2 separate regions of the Mus musculus genome follow, and region 2 is linked to region 1. A link is a contact called in public HiChIP or PLAC-seq data. All regions are on one chromosome and are shown on one strand. Each heading gives the region's core, a stretch centred on a gene start, on an enhancer-like site or on the middle of the called end of the contact. The rest is flanking DNA. Distances are from core to core; before and after follow the strand shown.

Region 1 (6,172 bases), core at 1,108-3,607:
AGGCTGGTGAGGGTAGGGATGGAACCAGAGACAAGAAGGTCCCTGAGGTTTGCCAATCACCAGCATAGCAGGCAAAAGCAAAATAGCCACCTTCAGATTTAGTTCTGTCTCAAGGGAATAACATGGGGAGTGAGCGATTGAAGAAGAAACACCCAACATCCCTCTCTAGCCTTACATACATACTTACACACACACACACACACACAAGCACACACACAAACACACTCTTACCACACACACCACTACAAAAAGAAGTCAAAGTAGCAATTTTGTGTCATGTGTATTTTACTACAATTTTTTAAAAAATGCTTGCATGAATAAAAGGGGTACATTTTAGAAACAGAAAAGAATTTCCAATTTTTATGAGTATTCTACCTGACAGATGCTGCAGGACTTGACCCAGAGATTAAATCTATTTCTGAGATGTTTATCTACCCTTGCATGGTGGGGGTGTAGAAGGAGCAGGGAAGATCGTATGGGATCTAATAATATTCGGGGGGAAAAATTTAGTTCCCTCCAACTTCATTTCCTTGTTTTCCACAAGACTGTGTGTTTCTCTGTCGTGGTGCACAGAACAAGGTCTGATGCGTCCTTCACAAAGAACCATTGATGGCGTGTCTGTGTGAATTGCCCTGGCTTTGGTCACAGCCAAGTTCTGCGGGACCCACTGCCCCTCGTTCGACAATACACTCCACTGTGTGTAGCCATTTATGAAAGGTCAGAAATGAACTGAGAAATGGCTGGAGTCAAAAACATGTGGCCCTATAAATATCAGAGTCAGACGGCTTCAGGCATTTCCCCAGTCTCGTTTCTGCTCCATTCAGCTGTCTCCGCAAGCCTCTGCTGAGGTGCCTGGCATTTTGTGGGCACCTTACTTTGTACAGTTCTGCAGAGGAAGCTACCTTCTTCACTTGCTGCCCTTCTTGCCCAGCCCAGTAGCATAGAACCATTAATAGAGTTGTTTTGATTTGTTTTTGTTTTTTAAGTTAGAATTTCTTCTCGGGAGCCCTGGCAGCCCGTTCTGCAATGCTCTGTCTTATTTTAAGATTTTCCACTTTGCATTAGTAGCGACTTTGCCTAGTTACCGACCTGACACCAAAGGTGTTCTGTGAGCTGAAGGGTTTGCAGATTTGGGCTCCGTGAGTCCTATTGGGACATTGACCATGACATTAGCTGCCAGACTGGATGACTTCGAGATGACACTGGAGCACCTGTTCATGGATGTGTTTGTAAGTAAAAGCTTTCCATTCCCACATGCAAGGATTGTCCCTGCAATCCCAAATAGGGATTGTGTCCCCATATGAACAGAAGCTTCTAGCTTGCAATTGTGCTGTTTCTACTCCAATATACAGAAGGGGAAGTTGGGGTGGGGTGGGGTGGGGTGGGGTGGGTATTGTTCCTAAATGTCCAGTGACACAGAACTGCCCACATGGATCAATGCCACACCACTGGCAGAGGTGTGGCATTTTGAATGAAGTCAGCTCTAGAGGTCTAAATGAATGGGCGGAACAGAGAAAACAACACTTCCCACTACCCCCGCAGAGATCAAACCACTTCTGTTTGCGTTCCCTGGAGGAATCAGATTTGTTTGTGAAGCAATCATTCCAGAGGGCTGGGGGTATGGGGTGGGCAGTGAGGAATTCACAGTGCTCAAAACACTGGTGATTCCATGTAGAGAAATGCAGATTACTAGGTAGTGCCACAAATCACACTGTCCACAGAAACTGGTTTCATATGGGTTCTCCAGGAATTTGTTTGATAAGATGAAGCTGTTTGGTTTGATTTATTTTCCTTTAAAGAAAAGGGCAACCGACAGGGAACACACACACACACACACACACACACACACACACACGCACCTCTTCCCACAATGATTTTCTGAATTTTAGCAAAAGCCATGTCAACAAAGTCACTCCCCCAGCCCAGCCACCGGGGCTCCTTACACTTTGGGCTCTCACTATGGGGCACAGGTCTGCTCTCTGTGGGTCACTGATGGTGAACAGGGACTGCAGAAGCAGAGGCTTGCAGGTGGCAATGCAGCTGGAAGGTGTTGGCCTGTGCTCTTTCCAAGAACAACAGTTGTTCTGCCAGGGGAGACGGCCGCAGCGCTTGCTGTGAGGGCACACCGTCTGTGTTTAAAATGAGGAAAGGCCCCAGAGGGCTGGCCTTTCTTGGCTATACATCACTGGGGCCCTTTCAGGGACTTCACAATGAATGGTGTATTTTGGCAGACAGGAGAGTCTGGAGCATTACTTATTATTAATTTATAATTTGTCTTCAAATGGATACCATTCCATGCTGGCGGGATTCCCAGAGGGCCGGTCTCTTGAAGGAGAGTGTGGGGAGCTGAGTCACTTGCGTCCATTCTGATCATAGTCATGGCACTGAGAAGTAAGCTTGAAGATAGAGTATGTGGTGGACCGTGGAGAGGGTCCTCCTGCATGTCTAGTCCTCGGTTGTCAGGTCACGGAATGTATAGTATGAAACTAGCATTGATCTGACTCGCTACCACGGCCTGAAGTCTGGCAGCAGTGGGGCAGGACTGAGACAGGGGGTGGACTCTGGCATAGCAAAGGATCAGTGGGAGTTTGATTGTCTCAGAGGGGAAAAATAGAATAAAAAAATGTCTTAAAATACTCCAAGTTCATTAATTTGTTGCTTTGACCTCTCTAATTTCCCTTCTACTCCCTCTAAACTCCCATAGTCTTGTTTCCATGTCTGGCAATGCTCTCCCTCTTCAAGAGGATGCTCTCAAATGCCCCATCCTTTTAAATAAATATCTCTCAGTTGATTATTCTAACCATTTTTCCGATCCCAATTGGACAGTTTGTTCGCCCATGCTCTTGAGGAGAATGTTGACTGCCCTGCTCTGTCTCTTTCCCCTGGCACAGTGTCTCTCTGAACCTGAAAACAGGCTGCCAGTCAGCACGCACCAAGGCTTCTGTAAGATGAGAGAGTCGGTCACATCACTTGTTTCATAATCCCTTGTTACCACGTGGGGCTTCGCTAGCTGCAGCTGTGCAGCTGCCTTCAGTTCCCAGCACCCGCATCACACCACCTTTACCTCCAGCTCCATAGGACCTGATGTCCTCTCCTGGCCTCCAAGGGTAACTGAACTCATATATACCCCCTGCCAAACAAATGCATACATCTAAAATTTTTATTAATGATAAATATTTTAAAAGAATAGCAAGTATAGAATTTCTTGTTATATGTGAACTGCTTCTGCTGTCAGTCCATCTTCCTCTTGTTTCAGAAGATGAGAAGACTTGTTGCTTATCTCTCATCTCTAGTAGGCATAGCTCAGTGGCTCTGCCTTCCACGGACATTCCAAGACCTCTCCATAGACCAACTGAAGAAAAAGGACAACAGGAAACCAAGCAGATGTCATGAAACATTCTTTGTTGCATTAAATAGCTTGATTATCTACACTTGAATCTATCCTTTCAAAAGGAGGCAGATGCCTCCAGCTCTCGACTCTTCTGTCTAGCTTCTGTTGCCAGCATTCCATATGCACATTCTTATGACCATCCAGAACTTTCTCATTATTAACCTGTTATGCTGAGTTCTTTCTTAAATATTATTTATTTATTTTTATATAAGTACTCTGTAGCTGTCATCAGACACACCAGAAGAGGGCATCAGATCACATTACAGATGGTTGTGGGCCACCAGTAGTTGCTGAGAATTGAACTCAGGACCACTGGAAGAGCAGTCAGTGCTCTTAACCACTGAGCCATCTCTCCAGCCCCCTTATGCTGAGTTCTTATCTGGCTCAAGCTTCCTCTAACATTGCTCCTTCTGTTTGCAACTTTATTTTGATTCTTATCAACATTTGTGCATGGCAATTTCATGAACATAAAAGTCGAATACTAGAAGGTTTATGAAGAAATCTTCCAGGTTCCAATCCCTTCCTTCCAACCTCTGAGTCCCTCTGAAATCATGTTCTTCCAAATGTTATATCTGGTGGTTTTCTTAATAATATGTTATCTTAGACACTTTTATATTGCTGTGAAGAGACACAATGAACAAAGAAACATTTAGCTACGGTTTTTGCCCATAGTTACAGAGGTTAGTCCATTGTTACTGTGACAGAGAGCATAGCAGTACATGATGCTGGAGAAATACTTACATCCCAATCTGCAGGCAGACAAAGAGAAAGAGAGAGCTTGGACCTGGCATGGGCTTTTGAAACTTCAGATCCCATCCCCAGTGAAATACTTCTTCCTTCATTAAGGTTATACCTACTCCAGCAAGGCCACACCCCTAATCCTTCTAATCCTTTTAAACAGTTCCACTTCCTGGTAACTAATCATTCAAATATATGAGCCTTTTGGGGGACAGGAATTACTACTCAAACCACCACATGTATTTACATAGTAATTTCTTAAATACCTAATTTTGAAATTGTATGCTGCCACCCTGACAGATAAGGATTTAACTTTTGGTGTATGTGTATGTTCCTGTGTACAGAGGTACATACATATGTGTGAATGCACATCCATATGTGAGCACACACATTTGGAAGCTAGCAGACAGGTGTTAGTCTCTCACTGGTCTAAAGCTCATGAAGGTCAGGGTTTAATCTTAGTCAGGGTTTCTATTCCTGCACAAACATCATGACCTAGAAGCAAGCTGGGGAGGAAAGGGTTTATTCAGATTACACTTCCATATTGCTGTTCATCACCAAGGAAGTCAGGACTGGAACTCAAGCAGGTCAGGAAGCAGGAGCTGACGCAGAGGCCATGGAGGGATGTTACTTAATGGCTTGCTTCCCTGGCCTGCTTACTTGCTTACTTATAGAACCCAGGACTACCAGCCCAAGGATGGCACCACCCACAATGGGCTCTCCCACCCTTGATCACTAATTGAGAAAATGCCTTACAGCTGGATCTCATGGAGGCATTTCCTCAAGGGAGGCTCCTTTCTCTATGATAACTCCAGCTTGTGTCAAGTTGGCACACAAAACCAGCAAGTACAACCATTGAATTTCAAGGATGAACCTGTATACACCTCTCCAGTTCTTTTGAAAACAAAATGTAAGTTGGGTTGGTTCCTGGGATCGAACTCAGGTCTTCATCCTGTCAGGATAAATATTTTACTTGTTGGGCCATCTTCTCAGTCTGCAGGTCTCTTATACCCCCACCCCCAACTCACACACACATTGCTCCTTTCCCCACTTGTATTCTTGATGGACTGATGTTGCAGTTTAATGTAACACCTAGTTTTATTGTGCTAACAAAATATTGTTTATATCTGAGAGATAGAATAAATTATAACTACATATCCTGATGGGCTTTACAACTTTATGTTTTTCCTGGAATTAATAATTGTCTCCTTCTAATATTTTCTTAATATCCCATATTCTCATCAGCCATTTAAGAACTTCAATAGAGTTATATGACTTATGTCAATTTGGAAGCTTTATTAGGCTCAGTTCACTTCCATTTTGTGGTGGGGTGTATCTTTTCTAGACCTTTCCATCCTTCATCTGTTAGAGGAGTTCCCTTCTTGGTCTCCTGAATAGCTGTCTTCTTGATACCTCTCTTGCTCATCATCCTTTTGGGCCCCCTTTATATCTCTCCTGCGTCCAGTCCTCCTTTGCTTGGAATTCTTGTTGGCCCCTCTCTCCAGGCTCAGTGTTCAATCAAAGTGCTGAAGAACTTGATCTCCAGTGTTCACAAGAAGTAAGTCTACCCATTGTTGAATGGCTATCCTATGCTTTTCATTAAAAGACCATGTCTAGTGTTTGCTCGAGTGATGTTGAAAATCAGAGCTACATTTTCCGGTTTGACTCCTCTCTTAAATCTCATCTCAAAACATCCAAGCACCAGAAACTAAGCATGTCCAGAAGCCACTCAGCATCTTGTCAGAATTCCCCCTCCTTCTATGCATCTGTCATAACAGATAACATTCTTTCTCTAGTCTCCCAGATAGAATTTATAGAAGAGTAATATCCAGGTTCTAGACTTTACCTTTCCCCATTTGGACTACTGCAATAGCCTGTGACTACCCAGTTGACCTTCATTCCTTCATTCACTCTTTGTCAATCAGCTCCTCAGAATGAGTGTCGCTTCCTTGCTAAAAGTATACATTGTAATGGCTTCCCTTTTCTCATAGAATGAGGCTGCCCTCCTTATAGTTTCTATTGCTCTGATGAAACACCATGACC
Region 2 (6,172 bases), core at 2,658-5,157, 160 kb after region 1:
ACACACTGATTAAGGATCTTTTTTTCCTTTTTGGGAAGGCAGTTTTAAAATTCCACATGGAGTCCTTTGAGAGTGGTAATAGACCAGTATAGTGATCGTTCCGTTTTAAATTGTTGATGGATTGTAAGATATATTGCTACAATAAACTGGGCCATATGTTGGTTCTATCAAAAATCCTGTGCAAGCATTCCTCCACTTTGACCTTCCATATGCTCATAACAGTGTCAGTGGTTTATAAAATAACAAAAAAGAGCATCAGTAGACTAATATCTCCATATTTCATACCAGGGTCATTTAGAAGTACAGTAATTCCCCCAGAACGCCTGGGAGCCCCACTCCACTGTACCATATGTGAGTTATAGAGGCACAGACACTTGGGGAACTGTTGCTTTTCACTCTCCTGGAGATCAAACAACTGACTTATAAACTAGTGAGTCTCTTGGTATCCAAATGCCTTCAGTGTTGTGGGGTCTATAAAATACATACACGCCCATAAGCACTCATGCATACTAACAACCCACATACACAAATGTGCTTATAGTCACATGGACACACTGACACTATCATAATACTCATATGCATATACAAGTACACACTCATATAGCACACACACACATATCTCTAAGTACATAAATTATGTGTATATATATATATATATATATACACATACATGCATATATAAAGTACACCAGTCTTAGCAGAAATATATACTGTATACTCTTAGTTTACCAACACTTGTCTCGACAAACAATTCTCTTTTCTTAAAACTGTTTTTATTTCAATTGTATGTGTACCTGCATATTTATGACTGTATGTAGGTATGTGCATATGACTGCAGTGTCCAAGGAAGCCAGAGGTGTCAGATGCCCCCTGGGGCTAGACTCACAGGCAGTTGTTGAGCTGCCCAACCTGAGTGCTGAGAACCAAACTCAGGTCCCCTAGAGGAGCAACAAGTATTCTTAGCCACTGAGTCATCTCTCTAGACCCCAAGCCATACTCTTGAATAATATAAAAATGGCTGTCCTCCTACATAATCTGACTTCTGGCTCAGGGGTACTGGGTGAAGCCGATTCTAGGATCTCACTTGTGTGTGTGAGTGTGTGTGTGTGTGTGTGTGTGTGTGTATACATATATATATGTATATATATATTGTGATAGTGTCAGTGTGTTCGTGTGGATGTAAGCACATGTATGTGAGCTCATCTGTGTATGTTATTAGTATGCATAAGTGCTTGTGGGAGTGTGTGTATTTGGTAGACCCCACAACACTGAAGGCATTTGGATACTGAGATACTCACTAGCTTCTGAGTAGTCCTTAGCTTACATCCTTGCCAACAGAAATGAGTATATTGTCACAGGGCAGCCAGCCCCAGCTACCTCAAGTATCATCTTGTGACTGTAGGAAAAGGACTCTTATTATTGAGGGAAAGGGTTCCCAGATGGTCCCCAAGCCTGTTCTATCTTCCACAGTGGCTCATATCCTCATGTCTTAGCTGGTCACCCACTGGGGAGCAGAGAAAAAGCAGTTGTTTGAAATCAGCAATCTCAAAGTGTATTCCTGGAGGAAGAACACCAGCTCTGTTCAGTGTTCAGACAGAAAGGGAGTAGGCTCAAGATGTCCAGAACCTGACCAGCAAAGGCCCTGAGCATCAGGATTAGAGGTGTACTCGGCCTATAGGAGTCTCACACAGGAGACTGCAGACTGTCTGCCTTTCTGGAACTTGCTTGCATGACTTACAGATAAGAGGCAGGACAGGGGAGTGGGTCACAGACTTTTGGATTAAAAGGATTTGGAATTGTAAAGATGCATGGTTGGCTAATTCGCTACCAGCAAGGTGCATTTTAAAAATGTCTTGCTTTGATTTGTTGTTTATTCTGCTGTAGCAATTCGATGACCTAGGCTGGCCTTGAATTTGAGATGCTCATGGGCCTGTACTATCTGTGTGTGTGTGTGTGTGTGTGTGTGTGTGTGTGTGTGTGTGTGTTGGAAATAAGTGAGGCAAGTATTCTGGAATAGTTTCTTTTTCTTTGCTAAATGAAGGTATAAAGTAAACATAGTCACCCATGCCAACCATTTGCCTAACAGAACAGAGCGTACACTCGTAGACATCAGAAGAAAGGGCAGTCTTTGGAGTAAACTGCATTAACTAGAATCCCATATATCAGGGTTATTTTTTTCTTGTTTCACCATCAATCCAAGCAAAAGGCACCCAGACTTCTAATCATGCACGGGGTTGGTCTCCGTGATGACTAGCTTCCATCACAAGTCATTTCATTAGCATAACCTCAAAGTCATAAACTCTCCTGCCAGGGGCTGCTGAGATGGCTTTGTGGGTAAAGTGCTTGCCACTTAAGCCTGATTACCTGAGTTCAATCCCCAGGACCCAAAGGATGGAAAAAGAGAACAAACTTCAGCAAACTGTCCTCTGGCCTCACCACTGGTGCTCCACTTAGATAGATAGATAGATAGATAGATAGATAGATAGATAGATAGATAGATAGATAGATAGATAGATAAATGCAGTGTAAAAACTTTATCCTTATACTCAAGACAATCACAGAGTATAGTGCCAGCGCCAGGAACCAGAGACAACAGCAGTCAGATTCTTAAATCTAAAGGGACAGCTATGGCTGCAGCGTAGTTCTGTGGTAGCATTCTTGTCTACCATGCTTGAGGTCCCGGGCTCCCAAATATTGCAAAAACAAACAAACAGACGCAATGGCTAAAGGGTCAGGCACCCAGATCTCAAACTTTGGTTACACTTGTTGAAATAAGATCAAAGTTAATGTTTAGAGTCTCAGCTTCCAAGCATGGACTTCGATGTTAGTCCAAATTTTAAATGCTACTATATCAGCCACAGTGGGTACTGCAATAAAAGGCCACAGGCTAGGTGGAGGGATTAAAGTCAGAAATGCATGTCTCACAGGCCTAGATGATAGAAGTCCAAGAGCGGATGTAAGCAGGGTTATCTTTCCAGAGCCGTCTCTCTGGCTTGCAGCTGGCTGCATTCCTTCTGTCTTCATGTGGCCTTGGCTTTATATCCTCCTCCCTCCTCCTCCTCCATCCCTCCCCTCCTCCTTGCCTCCTCTTCATGGTCTTCTTTTTCTTTCTCCTCCTTTTTCTTCTCCTTTCCTTCTTCCTCTTCTTCTTCCTCCTGCCCCTTCTCCTCCTCCTCCTTTCTTCTACTTTTTCCTTTTTCTTCCTCCTCCTCCTTTCTTGACACTGATCCTGTTGAATGGAGACTCTGCCCCTATAACTTCATTTAGTCACCTCTTCAAAGGTCATTTCAGAATCCAGCTACTTTCTAAGACTCCATGATTTGGATGTTAACAGTGGATTTGAGGGGGTGGAGAAATGACTCCGGTGTGAAGAGCACTGCTGTAGGAGAGGACCCAGGTTCAGTCTCAAGTACCATATGAGACTCTTACAACCACATGTGGCTCCAGCTCCAAGGGATGCAGTGCCCTCTTCTGCCCTCTTTAGGCACCTGTACTCACATGTCCATACACTGAGACATACACACAACTTAAAAATGAAACTATTTTTAAGAAACAATAAGTTTAGAGAGGGGCAATTCAACCCAAAACCATGACCCTGGGTACATAATCTTCTCAAGTCTTAGAATCTACTTTGTTTTTTGATATGTAAGGAAAAGAACAAGCAGTAATCACATGTACAAAAGCTGCTGGGAAGCCAGGGAACAGCAGGGACGCTGCCTGCTAGCCTGCCCCTGGCAGTGCCGCAGCCTCACCGCACCATTTTTATAAGGACACAGTGGCTTGCTGTCTGGAATGAGCCATCCGTTTCTCTGTCTGAAAGTCAGTATTTCCCAGTCATGGGCTTCTCTTGTTCCAGCTCTGAGACACTTGGCAAGTCCACAGAGCAAGCCAAGCATCAGCTGGGTTCAGCCCTAGCCAGCTCAGACTTGAGTCATCACTCTGAGTTAAGCTTGTATCACCCACTCTAGCACTCTGTCGTAGCCACCGTAAGTTGTGGCTAAGGACTCCCAGGTGTCCCTGCTCCTCTGTGGCCACACACAGCAAGTCTGTATGCCTGCGACTTAAAGAACCTTTATGTACACTCTGACATAACTGTGTGGAAATCCAGAAAACCCCATAAGACTAAGCCCTCAGGCTGCTGGGAGCTCACAGAACAAAAAGACCAGGATGCTAACGGCATCTGAGGCCAAATTGCCTGCGCCACCACCAAACCCCAAGAACTTTACAACTACACGAGGAGTTCCCTTTGGCAGGCTCTCTGCCTGTGGCAGGGATCCCAGTGGCTGAGCTGTACCACTGAAGAAGCTCATTCAAAAGTTATTTCCTCACAAACAGCTTCCCTAGTCTTACATCCAGATGTGTTACTAAATAAGTGGTGACCTCCCAAAAGTGCCTGCAGAAAGGCTGATTCTTCTAGGCCCACCCAGCCCTGAAGTTACACTAGTCATCATAAGATGCCTTTTCTTCAATGTTGTGGTTATAGCCAGTACATTAGACCCTAGACTAAAGGAAAACGGTCATTGTCCCCATCTCCCAAGAGCATGCAGTCTAAAGAGTGAAATGTCAATCCAGTCAGATATATAGAGACGAATTTCTAAAAGTAGAAGCACTGAACCAAGAAGGGAAACAGCAAAGAGATAAGATTTTTAAGTCAGCCACCCATGCATGGTGTGTTATAGCTCAGAGTGCTTTCCCAAGTAAGAATAGAAAAGCCCTGCCCTGTCTTTCACAGAAGTTTTCAGACTACTGTATCTTTCCATCTTTTGCAAAATGTTCCCTGGCCAAGTTCTCATGGAGACCAAGAGATTCTCAACTGCTATGACGCAGTAGGAGAGGGGAAACAGAAAGGAGAACACTCGGGTTGGAATAGTAGACATGGGATCCTCTGTGGTTCTGCAAATGGACATGTGCATATTATACAAAAGGAATATAGTTCAGATTTTGAGATAGGGCCTCATGGTGTAGTTCCATCTGGCCACAAAATTATAATTCTCCTGCCTACCCTGCTTTGTGCTGGGATTACAGGTGTATAAAACTGTCTTCTTCCCTCTCCCTCCCTCCTTCCCACCACTGTGTGTGTGTGTGTGTGTGTGTGTGTGTGTGTGTGTGTGTGTGTGTGTGTGTGTGTGTGTTAGTGTCTGCATGTGTGTACATGTATATGGCAGACAACCTTAGATATCATTCCTCAGTTGCTATCCACATTGTAGTTTTGAGACAGGGTCCCTGGCTGGTTTAGACTTCACCAAATAAGCTAGATTGGCTGCTGAGTAAAACCCAGAGATCTGTCTATCTCTGCATCCCCAGTAGTGGAGTACAATGATCCACCACCACCTTCACCCACCTTCTCATTTCTTACTGGATGCAAGGGTGGCTGTCAGAGGTAGAGTACCTGGGAACCTATTGGTCAGAATGGAGAGATGAGATGGACCTCGGGTGACAGCATTGTGCCAGTGGGTAAAAGCCTGAAAGGTTCCCATTCGGACTGACAGGTTCCAGCATACAGTGGGATGGCTGAAAACTTGACCCTGTGACCCTCTGTAACTGTTACATATTGCCACTTGCTGACTTAGACTATTGGAAAATTAGAATCGGTGTCAGTAAATAAGGTTAGAAGGGGAACCCTTGACTTCTTAGAAGAAACTGTGACTCAGATCTTGACCTGTGCTGTGTCTTGTGAGAAACTTCTTTCCAGATTAGTGACAGTATTGAAAGCAAGGCGACAGGTGGCAGTTAATCGATCTACATTTGGGTGGCTCCCTCAACAGTAACCCCCTGTGGAAGCATATCCCTAACCTTGCACTCCCCCCAAAAAACGCCTGGGAGAGATGGACTGCATCAGGAAGTGAGACATGCTCATATACACTCCTTTCCCATCTGTGTAAGACTCTGCCAAGAAACCTTACAGTTAAAACATCTCTCTGGGTGGCTGCCTCCACAGGCTCTCTGGACCATTTCAAACCCTTCAGGATAGTCCAGGAATTCTTTTGGGGAGCCACAGCTTCTTAAGGCTCCTAGGAATAGGGTTCGATGTAAGGACACTCAGGGAAATACTGTAGCTGGCTCTGGGGAGACATACATGCTACCTCAGCTCTCTTAAGAACCAGCTGGGTGGCTCTGGGAGGCCATTTTTCTTTTCTGTGTTTTGCCATCCAAAAGTGACGTTTTTATCAGG

What was found. HiChIP or PLAC-seq counts read pairs in DNA pulled down with a chosen protein or histone mark.
Region 2: an HNF4G HiChIP or PLAC-seq map of pancreatic cancer cells shows a contact between it and region 1. The contact joins two enhancer-like sites. A contact is called at or near these places in 2 of 115 datasets of contacts at active chromatin or transcription factors (embryonic stem cells and pancreatic cancer cells) and 1 of 9 other capture datasets (embryonic stem cells).

The regions. Positions count from the first base shown.
Region 1 is chr2:4,284,449-4,290,620 of GRCm38.p6, forward strand. The region is part of intron 1 of Frmd4a (FERM domain containing 4A); the gene reads left to right. Among named protein-coding and RNA genes, the nearest start is that of Gm39752, 40 kb to the left of the region's middle. Within about 2 kb of position 2,358, at least 40 of the 459 cell types and tissues checked have an H3K27ac peak or open chromatin away from gene starts, as enhancers often do. A contact at or near this core is called in pancreatic cancer cells, where this site is marked.
Region 2 is chr2:4,441,939-4,448,110 of GRCm38.p6, forward strand. The region is part of intron 2 of Frmd4a (FERM domain containing 4A); the gene reads left to right. Among named protein-coding and RNA genes, the nearest start is that of Gm23691, 64 kb to the left of the region's middle. Within about 2 kb of position 3,908, at least 112 of the 459 cell types and tissues checked have an H3K27ac peak or open chromatin away from gene starts, as enhancers often do. A contact at or near this core is called in pancreatic cancer cells, where this site is marked.